2 separate regions of the Mus musculus genome follow, and region 1 is linked to region 2. The links are chromatin contacts, called in public Hi-C maps. All regions are on one chromosome and are shown on one strand. The core of a region is the stretch at or near the end of the contact, and the rest is flanking DNA. Distances in the headings are between cores, read along the strand shown. Region 1 overlaps Fendrr (Foxf1 adjacent non-coding developmental regulatory RNA). Region 2 has its middle 50 kb from the start of Gm33579.

Evidence for each region. Hi-C and Micro-C count contacts between places; a contact is called where the count stands out from the background.
Region 1: a Hi-C map of cortical neurons shows a contact between it and region 2, with 2.0 times the contacts expected there. The contact joins two enhancer-like sites. A contact is called at or near these places in 2 of 15 datasets of contacts at CTCF or cohesin (the NIH/3T3 cell line and large pre-B cells), 15 of 484 Hi-C or Micro-C datasets (the HL-1 cell line, cortical neurons, double positive thymocytes and 5 more) and 3 of 115 datasets of contacts at active chromatin or transcription factors (double positive thymocytes, embryonic stem cells and oligodendrocyte precursor cells).

Annotation. Positions count from the first base shown.
Region 1 is chr8:121,055,835-121,062,284 of GRCm38.p6, reverse strand. It overlaps Fendrr (Foxf1 adjacent non-coding developmental regulatory RNA), which reads left to right. Exons shown (of 6, transcript NR_045471.2): 5 at 1,556-2,800. Among named protein-coding and RNA genes, the nearest start is that of Gm46071, 21 kb to the right of the region's middle. Within about 2 kb of position 2,969, at least 15 of the 459 cell types and tissues checked have an H3K27ac peak or open chromatin away from gene starts, as enhancers often do. A contact at or near this core is called in cortical neurons, where this site is marked.
Region 2 is chr8:120,970,699-120,976,407 of GRCm38.p6, reverse strand. No RefSeq gene overlaps it. Among named protein-coding and RNA genes, the nearest start is that of Gm33579, 50 kb to the left of the region's middle. Within about 2 kb of position 4,112, at least 79 of the 459 cell types and tissues checked have an H3K27ac peak or open chromatin away from gene starts, as enhancers often do. A contact at or near this core is called in cortical neurons, where this site is marked.

The DNA.
Region 1 (6,450 bases), core at 1,720-4,219, 87 kb before region 2:
ATGCCTCAGGCAAGCTAATGCAATTCTCTGAGCTGCTTTTTGGGATTAACCGTAACAGAATGATAGCTGCCACCTTCGGTGGCTCCTGTTGTTGGAGTGAGACTTGCTGGGAACCAGCGGGCGGGGCAGGGCTAGCAGGTGCTGCCTTTCTCATCTACAACAATGTATTTCTTTTTATCTCTCAAGGAATCTCAGCATCAGGGTTAGCACTACCCCTCCATAAACCCTGTGATCCCCAGGACAGGACCAGGAGGAGGCAGACAGGGTGGCTAGCACTGGGTCCCTTGTCTATCTTGGACAACTTGATAGTTTATTACAAGGACACATATGCAGATCCTGGCTGTGTTGCCACGAGTGAATCACCTAGCCTATCTGACCTGTGCCTTTTGCTGGGTCCCATAAGGCTGTATTACTGGGTAGGTCCGGCTGGCTAGCTAGAATTCCTATTTAGGAGAGGGAAGGAGATTATAGACTTTGGTGGCTAAAAGCATATGCTGCCCGGGGACTCTCAAAGCTTGACGGCCTGCCCTGATACAGCTGTGTGGCTTTGGAAGAGAGTTCATTTCCCTGATCAGGCTCCTGCTGTCTTCTTCACTCTGTGAGGTAAATATGGAAAGGGGGTGCATTATAGGGGTGTCTGCCAAGAGCCCAGTGTGCATAGGCTGCGTTTGTCACCTAGTAGGTATGGGTGTTGGGACCGAGGCTTGCCTAAGACCTGAAAGTCAAGGAAGATGGTGGACTCAGCTGTTGAAATAGTCTTGCTACTTAGACAGGTGCATTTGTGTGTGTGTGTGTGTGTGTGTGTGTGTGTGTGTGTGTGTGTAGTTTCTACATTTTAACTCAGTGAATTTATTAACATGACCCGGCTCCTGTGTTTTTCAGATCAAGTTTTTGTTTGTTTGTTTTAGTTTTGTTTTGTTTTGTTTTCAAGACAGGGTTTCTCTGTGTAGTCTTGGCTGTCCTGGAACTCACTCTGTAGTCCAGGCTGGCCCCACACTCATAGAGATTCACTTGCCTCTGTCCCGCACGTGCTGGGCCCAGAGTCATTCACCACCAGCACCAGGCTATGCAGATCATTTAAAAAAGACACCTGTAAAGTCTGTAGTGATGGCTCCTCCTTTGTCCTCAGTATCTGTGACTTGTGTGTTACTTTGTTTCCTTCGGTTTCCTTTTTGGTCATTTGATACAGAGATCCATCCCCTGTATCAACTCTTTCAAAGATACTGCTTTGGGTCTTCATTAATTTTCTGCTTTTTCCCTATTTCCTTGTTTTTAATGTTTTCTTTGTTACATTTACTTTTGTTTGCTTGTTTGCTTGTTTGTTTGTTTGTTTGTTTGTTTGTTTGCCAGCACATTTGTGTAGCGATCAGAGGACCTCTCTATGGAGTTAGTTCCTTCACCATACAGGTTCCAGGGACTGAACCCAGATTATGAGCCTTGACGCCAAGCTCCTGTACCTGCTGAGCCATCTTGCTGGTCTCTTACTCTTTTCTCATCTTTGCTCTCCCTTGGATCTTGTGTTTAACTTGCTTCCTTCTTTTCTTCCCTAACACAGGTGCCCACAGCACCCACTTGAGAGTCACTCCTAGCTGACATGGTACCTCAACTGGAATCCTCTATCCAAGGATCTTGTGGACCACATGAGGCTAATTAGAATATGCTCTTCTCTGCGGCTGCTGGTCAGGGATGAGCGCTCTCCCATGTCTGCTTCTGTTAGCCGTGAATGAGTCTGCCTTCTTTTTAAGGAATGAATATATATTCTTTGATGGTTCCATACATGTACACATGTACTGTCTGTTGATTATATTTTACGCCACACCCCTTACTCCCCCATGTCTTCCCAAAATCTCTTCTCTCTCCTCTCTTCTCCCTCCCCTCCATCCTCTTCCTTCTCCTCCTCCTCTTCTTTAAAACCACACCCAGTCCAGTGAGTGTTGCCTGAACACACATGGGCATTGAGCCATCCCAGGGACTTGGGCAACCTACCAGCAGTCATCCATACCTTTGGAGAAGCTCGGCCGTCCTTCCTTGGAAGCATCCATTGTAAGTAGATCTTCACCCAGGGATGGGATTTTATGAGCCTCTCCCGTCCATGCTGGATATTGACTGACTCCATCGTGTGTGAATCACCACAGCTGCTGTGAGTTCGTGAATCCGATGCTCACACATCGTGGCCAGAGGACAGCATTTCACTCCCCTCTCCCAGCCTCTAGCTTTGATGTTCTTTCTGCTTCCTCTCCCATAATGTCCCCTGAGCTTCACAGGGGATAGGTGGATATAGGTGTCCCATCAGGGGTGAACACTCACGGTCACTTACTGTTAGCACTTTGATCAAGCCGTGAGTCCCAGCACTAACCACTACACTGGAAGAAACAGCTTCCTGAGCAATGCTAATTTATGGATATAAATAGAAATATTGAGAAGGCAATTTGACAGCGTGTCCATTTAACCGGTAGTTTCTCCCCTAGGGCCTATGACCTCCGGACCCACAGCTTTTGACTAGGTGCATGGCACTAGATTTGTGTTCCCTCCTCTGAAGCAGACCTCAGATCCCGTCAGAAAACGGGTGGCTCCCACAACCACCATGCCTCTATGGCACTGGTAGCAGGGCTTGCTTTGGCTTTGTTCCTTAACTTCCAGCTACCTTGAGATCTTCTAGGCAGCTCCCCTGCAGCCAGAGGACCAGCTATTCAGCTGCGTGTGACAGATGACAATGTTCCTTCCCCTACCCGCCTGCCCACCCAGAGCTCTGACCTGGTGTCAGCCTCTTGTGCTGAATGGAGGCATCTACAGCTGCTGGGTGAGTACTCTGAATTCCCTGATGTCAAAATGACGCTCGGGAATGTGCCAGCCTCATGAGTCTGTTGGTCTGTCTCACTCATTCACTCCATCAGCTGAGGGTGGGATCTGAACAGATCCGGTTATGCATCATGTATATCACTGGGATGTGTACCGAGAGTCACCATGGAAACCTGGGTATGGGACTCAGAGTCACCATGGAAACCAGCCACTGGGTATGCCTGTCAGGAAGCTTCTAGAGTGTGTTCACGGAAGTGGGAAGAGCCACCCTGCGTGTTGGCAGTGCCATCTCTTCGTGATCTGGGGTCCTGGACAGAATGAAAAGGAGCAAGCAAGTGGAGTACCAGCAGTCACCCCTCTCTGCTTCCTGACTGTGGGTGCCATGTGACCAGCTGTTTCATGTTCCTGCCACTGTGCCTCCCCGCCATGACGGACTGTGCACGCTCACACTGTGAGCCAGCGCGAACCCTTCCTTCTTTAAGGTGCTTTTTGTTACAGCGGTGAGACGACGGCTAATATGCTGCAGAAACACGTGCACGGTGTGCAGGGCTCACGTGGACGACACAATCCCTGCTGCATCTCATTTGACTAGCTCTCAGCATCTGCTTCAGCCGCTCTTCTAGGAAACCACTCTTATTCTTCTGGACTCTCTTTTGCTCATAAATTAAAATGCAAATTCTATCACTGACCGTGTATAATTAACTCCCTGTCCCAGGTTGGTACATCTGTGTCCTGTCACAGTTGGACTCTGCCCTCACCCCTGGATCATGGGGCTCCAGCAGCCCAGATGCCCACCTGGGCTTATGTAGCTATCCGAGCACAGCTGGGGAGGAATCAGAGCACAGCTGGGAAGGAGTGAGAGCTGGGTGGTGCCAGCTGCACCAGAGTCCAGGTTCATGCTGCAGACTTGAAAAGATCTGTGATGAAAAGGAACTGTCTCTGAGAGCAGGAGTAGAGCACTGCTCAGGGTGGGCAAGCCTGAGAGCAGAGCCTGGCGCTTTGGGTCTCACTAGTGCAGGGCTCTGTCCTGTGCAGCCCTGGCTGTCCTTTGCAGCGAGTGAAGGGTGAAGAGAGCAGCGAGTTTTTTTGGCAGAGGAAAAGACACGGAACGCCCAACCACAGGATTCCCAAAAACAATGCTAAGCATTAATCTTGCTAACATGTTAGATGGCACGCAGGTCTCCGCAGGCTCATTCCTGGGCTAGACACAGTTCCCAAAAGCCATCCGATTCCGCATCCCCCCTGGCCATGTGTGGGTAATGAGCAGATGCATCTGGGCTGGCCCTGGCCTCCCAGCCACGTGGGGCCAGACCTTCCCCAGCTCTGGCCTAGGCCTGCCATAGGGAATACCTTAAGCATCCTCCTCTGCCTTGTCCTCCTGCCCTTGGTGAAGACTAGGGCAAATATGCTCAGAGGGGTTCTCCAGCCACAGCCTCACAGTGGCTCTGCCTCCCAACCATGCAGTGTCTCATAGGGGACAGGCTAAACGAAGAGGCAGCTAGAGTAACGTCTCTCAGGTCTTGACTCACAGACATCATTTCCATGGTTTTCTTTGAAAGACACATACACACAACCAAACCGATTTTAATTAGAGATTTTGTTTTGTGGTCAGGCGGCCACAAGTGAGGGCAGGGTAGCTTTCATGTGAGGAACATACACAGGACTGAGCCTGTTTCCCATAAAAGGATACTCCCCTCCCCACGCCTCCCCAACCAAATGGGAAAAGAGTTTGTTTTGCACAGTTTGGGAATGCTAGGCAAAGCTGTCTTTTGCAAAGTCTGCAGTTGAGGGTCTCCCCACAGCAGCCTCTGTGGATGTTGGAGTAACTGGGGCATTTGTCAGCCTCCGGTGCCTGCTGGGATCATGCACACAGAGGTTAGACATTCAGTCCTGACTGTAACACAAAAACTAGCCGAGAACCAAGTTAGCACACCCAGGAGCACCCGGACGCTTCCAGGCTTGAGCCAATGAGTACAATGTGATAAGTACTGTAGAATGAGCACCACACCATGAGCATTGTGTGATGAGCACTGTGCAATGAGTACTATGTGATAAGTACTGAACAGTGAACACCACATGAGCACTGTGTGATGAGCACTTTGTGATGAGTACTATGTGATAAGTACTGTAGAATGAGTACCACACTGTGCGCACTCTGTGATGAGCACTGTGCAAGGCGCGCTGTGGAATGAGTACACCACAGGTGCTGTACACCCCGGGTTGGAGCTGGGATCAGGGCTGTACCAGTCTTCACACTCAGAAGGTGGCTTCTCTGTCCTGTGCAGGACGACACGCGTCCTATCAGAGGCTCACACCCTTTGACACAGGACGAGTGTCTCAGGTCGGTTTCATAGAGCAGAGCAGGAACCGCCAGGCCCCTCGTAGCCCAGAGCTTCCCACAGGGTGGCACCCTCTCCGTGTAGCCAGAGTCTCTTGCACTGGGTTGCAGTGGTCTCCAGGTGAGAATGGCAAAAGAGCAAACGGGAGCTTTGAGAAGGAGGACTCCTCTCTGCTTCACCGGTGGCCCCAGGGCAGTGGCTCTCTCCTGTGTGACACCCTCTTACCCTCTGCCCTCACACACCTTTGTTCAAGATGGCTACTTCAAGTTCCACGCATTGCCTACATTTCCAGCCAGCAGGAACGAGGACTGCCTCGAAGGAAGGGTGGGGACTCTGGTCAGCTGATTGCTGCGTTTAGGGGATAAGATGAACAAATTCTTACCTTAATCTTATTAGCCATAGCGCGGTCACATAATCTCAGCTACCAGCAAAGGAGGCTGGGAGGCGTGGCTTGACTTCCAGGTGTATGTATACCTGGGTCCAGGGCCTGCTCCTTTCGTTCCTGTGTGTCCCTAGTGTTCACAGCAGAGTCGGGACTGTGGGAGGGGTGTGTGTGTGTTTGATTTTTTTTCTAGACAGGGTTTCTCTGTATAGCCCTGGCTGTCCTGGAACTCACTTTGTAGACCAGACTAGCCTCGAACTCAGAAATCCGCCTGCCTCTGCCTCCCAAGTGCTGGGATTAAAGGCATGCGCCACCACCGCTCGGCGTGGGAGGGTTTTTGCCATGGGACAAATGTGTGCCTGATGTAGCAGAGGGACTGACACAGTCCTAACTGGGACTCACTGCCCGGTCTCGCGACGTATGATGGATCGGGTAGAGTGCAGTGACTCCAGAGTCCATATTTTACCATGGCAAGGGTGAGAACATGTGGTCTACAGAGAGAGCTTGCTCTCTTCAGAAGCCAAGAGCTCTCTCCTTTTGCCTGGGTCATTTCACAATTTCACCCCTCAAACACCAGGCTAGCCCTTGCAGAGAATGTCCCAGTTACCCTGTGCAGTAAGTACTATGTGATAAATACTGAACAATGAGCACCACACAAGAGCAGTGTGCAGTGAGAACTGGAACTACACCCCAACCTCCTGACTTCACGTCGGATTCCCCGGAAGGCTCGCCCAGAGTGAGCACACAGGTCTCAAGAGTTAAATGTCCTGTTGGCAGGCAGTTGGGCATTTTATTTCCTGGTTCTGTTAGTTCTGTCACCATCTGCAGCAGGGAAGGACCAGATTCAGGGGCCCATCATTTATTTCCTCAAGGGATGGGGCCACTGAGGCGTCTGGGGCTTTTTAGAAAAGAGGCCTCCTGATCCAGGAT
Region 2 (5,709 bases), core at 2,863-5,362:
CCGTGGCACAGGCCTTTAATCCCAGTGCTAGTGAGGCAGAGGCAGGTGGATCTCTGTGAGTTTGAGGCCAGCCTGGTCTGCAAAGCAAGTTCCAGGCCAGCCAGGGCTACACAGAGAAACCATGTCTCAATAATAATGATGATGATGATGGTGGTGGTGGTGGTGGTGGAGAAGGAGGAGGAGGAGGAGGAAGAGGAAGAAGAGGAGGAGGAGAACCTGAAATAAATGTGAATCACTAAATACCGACCACATTCACTGGTGCTTTCTATAGGCGCAGACAGTGTACATTACACTACATTGCGAATGGCTGCTGGTGCTGGGTCCACTTCTCTAATGGGAAGAAGAAACACACACAGCACACAGAGTGATCTAGCTCTGTCCTTATCAAACTGTGGCATTGGCTAACTGGCACAAGGGCCCTGGCAATAGGCAGCCTGTCTGGGGGGCGGGGTCACTGCATGCTTCTGTCTTCTGTATGAGTAGAAACCTTCAGAGACTCTTCCAATGTAGTGGTCAGTTTTATTGAAATGTAGTCTCAGCTATATGGCGTAGCCCAGGCTATCTAGCCAAGGATGGCCCTGAACTTCTGACCCTCCTGTCTTGGCCTCCCAAGTGCTGGGATTTTAGGTCATCATACCTGGTTTGCAGCCCACATTCTAGGGACTGTCTTGGTGGTATTCTATTCTATAGGGGAAGAGAGGGGTATGTCCACAGGAGTGGACGCCATTATTGAGATCAGCACCAAATGAGAAAGGAGAAGGCTTTGGAAAGTCGGACTCCACCTGGGTCCTGGTGACTGGGCCACAGCTTCCCAGGGGGCTGGAGTGTCCCTCCCCTCTCCTTGTCTCTGAGACACCAGAGCACACTCAGGCTTTCTAGGAAGTTCAGACATGTTGGTCCAGAGTCAGCCTGGGATTGGGGAGCAGGGTGCTTACTTTGGCGGGGCACAGGGTGAGACCCCACTTCAGGGAAGAGATAGGAGGGGGTTATTCTGCAAACCAAGGTTTTCAATAGGTGGTCCCTGGACTCCGCCGTCCCTAGCATCCAGGGACTGGCAAGAAATATACATGTCTTGACTGGTGTGACTGTCAAGCTGAAGCCTGATGCCTGCAGCTCTCACCAGCCCCTTGGGAGAATGGAAAGATTCAGTTGTGTACAACACTGGGGCCTATGGCAACCAGACAGACAGACAAACAGACAGACACGCACACCCACACACACAGAGGCCGGGAGCCACCTTGGCTCAGCGAGGACCTTTACGTTTCTCTCCCTGGTAAGCCTCAGTGTCCTGTTCTGTAGCATGGCCTCCCTAAGTCCCCAGTAAAGGGGATTGGTTACCCCAAGTGAGGTCTTTGCTGAGCTGAGCTGAGCTCCCTGTGTCTCTCCTGACCCATGACCACATGGTCCTTGAGAGCCTCCACCCAGTCCCTTCTCTGTCCCAATCCAAGCCTGGCTGGCTGTCCCTTCTCATTTCTTCTTTTTCTTCCCTGCTATCCACCTCACCTTCTTCTGGCCTCTAAGGGCATTGCACGCACATGCATGGTGCACACACATACATGTGGGCAATCCTACACATAAAAAAAATGAAGTTTTTAAATGTAAAACTGAGGTAGGGATTAAACATCCCACAGCCTGATTAAAACTGGCAGCCAAGGCCAGAGTCATCAAAGCCTGGGTGACATAAAGAGACAGACAGATGGACAGAGTAGAACTGAGTATTCAGAAACACCCCGCAGACATCTCCAAGTAGAGTCTGCAGGCAGGGGAACCCAGAACTTCTAGGGGAAACCCACAGTGCCGGAACCCGTATCAGGACGGGCCAACAGGAAGCTGACCCGTTAGCTCACACCACACAGAAGCAGGCTCTCTGACTGCACCAAAGACACAGCGTGAGAACTGAACACAGACCTCAAGCTATGAGACCCCTTACAAGAAAACACGGGGGTGTCATGGTGTCAGAGTTAGCTGAGACTTCTTGGCTTGAAGAGAGTCCAGATAAACCAACGCAAAAGGCTCTTATGTATGTAAGAGCAGCTGTGCCCATAAGAGGCAAAAGGTGGCTGTCTCGGGTGTCTATCCACAGGTAAATACAAACAAAAGGAGGGAATAGCCACACAAGGGAATATTATCCAGCCACACATGCTTCAACATGAAAGAACCCTGAACACTCTGTGCTGTGTTGGCTACACTGGTCACAAATGGATGAATAGTCTGTAAAGCCATGTCTGTGAGGTATTCACAGAGGTAGAGAGAGTGATGGTCAGCAGGGGCTGGGAGGAGGGAGTGGAGGTTCCCATAGGCTAACAGGACAGAGTGATGCTCCCCACAGACTGGGAGGAGGGGGTGGTGCTCCACACAGGCTGGAAGGAGGGAGTGGAGGTCCTCACAGGCTGGGAGGAGGGAGCAGTGCTCCACAGAGGCTGGGAGGAGGGAATGGTGTTCTCCACCGAGGCTGGGAGGAGGGAGTGATGCTCCCCACAGGCTGGGAGGAGAGAGTGATGCTCCCCACAGGCTGGGAGAAGGGAGTGGTGCTCCCCACAGGCTGGGAGAAGGGAGTGGTGCTCCACAGAGGCTGGGAGGAGGGAGTGGTGTTCTCCACAGGTTGGGAGGAGAGAGTGGTGCTCCTACAGGCTAGGAGGAGGGAGTGATGCTCCCCACAGGCTGGGAGAAGGGAGTGGTGTTCTCCACAGGCTGGGAGGAGGGAGTGGTGCTCCCCAGAGGCTGGGAGGAGGGAGTGGTGCTCTCCACTGGCTGGGAGCAGGGAGTGGTGCTCCACACAGACTGGGAGGAGAGGGGAGTAGAAAGCCCCCACGCAACACCATGAAAGAGCCCTGGCTTAGGATAAGATGCATGTGTTGGTGTGTCCCTACTACCCCTAAGGAAACAGAAAAGAAATTCCAAAGCCACCCTCAAGGTAAAGCAGGGTGAAATGGGGCGATCCAGCTCAGGGATGGAGACTGAGTTGACAGAGGGAGGGGCTGGTGGGTGTGAACACGTTTGTGTTTCATGACCTCAGCATCTCTTAAGTGCTTGTCTTCCTCACACAGGAGGCAGAGCAAGGAGGAAGAGGCCAGGGAGAGAGGGAGGGGGCACCAGCCTTATTCTTTAATGTATTGATTATTATGTCAAATACAATACGCCACAGCTCAGTGCTCACACGGAGGGCGGAGGACAGCTTTGGGGGCGGGGTTAATCCTCTCCTTCCACTTGTATGTGGGTTCCAGGGACCAAACTGAACCAACAGCTTGCTGGGCACAGGCTCCCAGATCCACCTCTGCGCTGAGTGAGAGGACAGGACCTTGCCTTTGGTGGGGACATCTTTGCCAGCAAGTGGGCTCCGCTTGTCCCCAAGCCTGACCACTGGACCTGTTCAATTCCTGAGGCCATGGTAAAAGGAGAAAATGGACTCTATGATTGTCCTCTGACCTGCATACATGCGCCAGGTCATGTTCGTGCTCTTATCCACAAGTCCCTCCAAATAAAACAAACAAACAACAACAAGACCCCCTCCCCCCACCCCACCCCGTGAAAAGCTGAGGGAGACAGTCTTGCTTTTCTGTTTCGATGATTTTAAAGTCGCGTGGCTTCTGTGGCCAAATCCGGGGGGGGGGTGGGGGGGTGGGGCTGGCAGCTAGGGACACACAGTTCCCTCGCTCTGGGTCTCCTGGTTCTCTGGGCTTTCCCTCTGACCAGGACCACATCGCTGCCTGGATTCAGGGCTGCCCTGTCCCCTCAGCCCCGCTGCTTGCATCCCCGCAGCCATCTGGCAGAGTAAGGCAGCCCGATCTTATCTCCTCCTTCGCTGGCAGGCCCAGCTCCACAAAAATAACTTTATCTGGAAATAAAATAAGGCAGCGAGTGTCCTGGCCGTCCTGTGCCCCGAGGGGGGTCTCACTCCTGAGACTGCGCCTGCGTCCTCTCCGGAATGGCCATGGAGTGGATGAAGTCACCGGTACTTGGGGGCTTTGGAACCTCCCGGGGCATTGGACGCTGAGACACCAGGTCCACTCATCTCTTTCTGTATTTGGATGGCGGATGGCTCTGGTCCCCGCACCCCACCCTTCCCGGGGCAGGAAAAGGGCATGCCCCTGTAGCGGCCCCGGCTGCATTTGCGTCACCCAGGAATGTTCTTTTTCTGGCTCGCGCTCTGGCATCGGCGGCGGCCGAGAGGCTCCAGGAAAATCGTAAACCGTGCTGAATGGCACCGTGGTAACAGTCGGTCCCCACGGAGCACGCTTGTGAGTTGTCTTATGTCAGGATGAACTTGGCCAGGACGCAGAGGCCACCAGCTGTGTGTGCACGTTAGCTTTCTGGTTGAGCAAATCTGGAACAAGTGTCCTCTCGGTCCTCCTCGGGAGGGTCATCTCGGGCCGCCCCTCTCAGAACTGCCCACGAGCCCAGCCAGAACCTTTCTTCCCAGGCTCACTGTGGGGGCTGGGTGCGTCACACACAGGAAACACTCGTGAACATGAATCCAGCCTCAGCTCTGCCACAGAAGAGCTGTGTGACCTTGCGTGACTCACTTCACCTCTCTCAGCTCCAGTCCCCGAGATTCAGCATTCCTGTCTGTAAAATGGGGGGATGGGGTGGGGTTAGCTGCTCCCTTTGTCTCCCTTTGTCAATCAACTATTTGAAGCAGTTTCAACTACAGACTGTCAGCGGAGGACACAATCCTCCTCAAGTCATCTCTCTGCCCCTCCCGAACACACCACCACATGTGAAGATGAGTCTTTAAACTGGCAGTTTGCCAAGGCTAGCCCCTGCTACATACTGACAGGTTCCTAATTGAATCTAGTATCCCCAGCAATGTCTATCAGTTGTCAATCACTTATCTTTTTAGCAGAAGTGGTGTGCCCCAGTTCACACCACTTCCCTGCTATGTGGGGCTACCTGTATTTATTAATATTAAATTAACTTTCCCCCTGGGCTAGGGATGTAGCTCAGTTGGCAGAGTTCTTGCTCAGAGTGCAGGAAGCCCCAAGGTTCACACTATTATCATATAAACTGGGTGTGGTGCCACACCTAGGAAACACCAGCACTCAACATGCAGAACCAGGAAGATTAGAAGTTCAAAGCCATTCTTGGATGAACAGGCATTCAAGGCCAGCCTGGGCTACATGAGACCATAGTCTGCCTCAAGAAACTCTTTAGTAAAAATGGTGCTCTTGGTATTCACAGAGAAAGTACACTGGCACCTGCCCATCTCTGCCCTCATTATCTCTCTCAGTGTTGTGGTGACAGGCAAGCCCAGCCATCCTTCTGTTCTTGAGCCCTGGCCATAGAGGAGTGCATGCCACAAGAGCCAGGGGTGCTGCTGCTTTCTTCCCCCTCCGTTCTTAGTTTTCTTTTTGAGTTGTGTGGTGTGTGTGTGAGGGTGTGTGGTGTATGTGTAGTGTGTGTGTGTGTGTGTGTACATGTGTATATTTGTGTGGAGGCCAGAAGAGGGTGTCAGGTGCCTTGAAGCTGGAGTTACTGGTGGCTGTGTGCTGCCTCACTGTGTGTGCTGGGAACTGAAACCTGGTCCTCTGCAAAGAGTAGCGCATGCTCTTAACCACTGAGCTATCTGGCCAGCTCTCACCTCTCTGAGTGGTGGTGGTGTGGGATTTCTTTCCATAGTTTCTATGTTAAATCTCGGGATCCTGTGGTTCCAAGATTCCCAGAGGTCTGAGGACTCCTTCCTGCCAGAACCAACCAAGGGATTTTTAAACA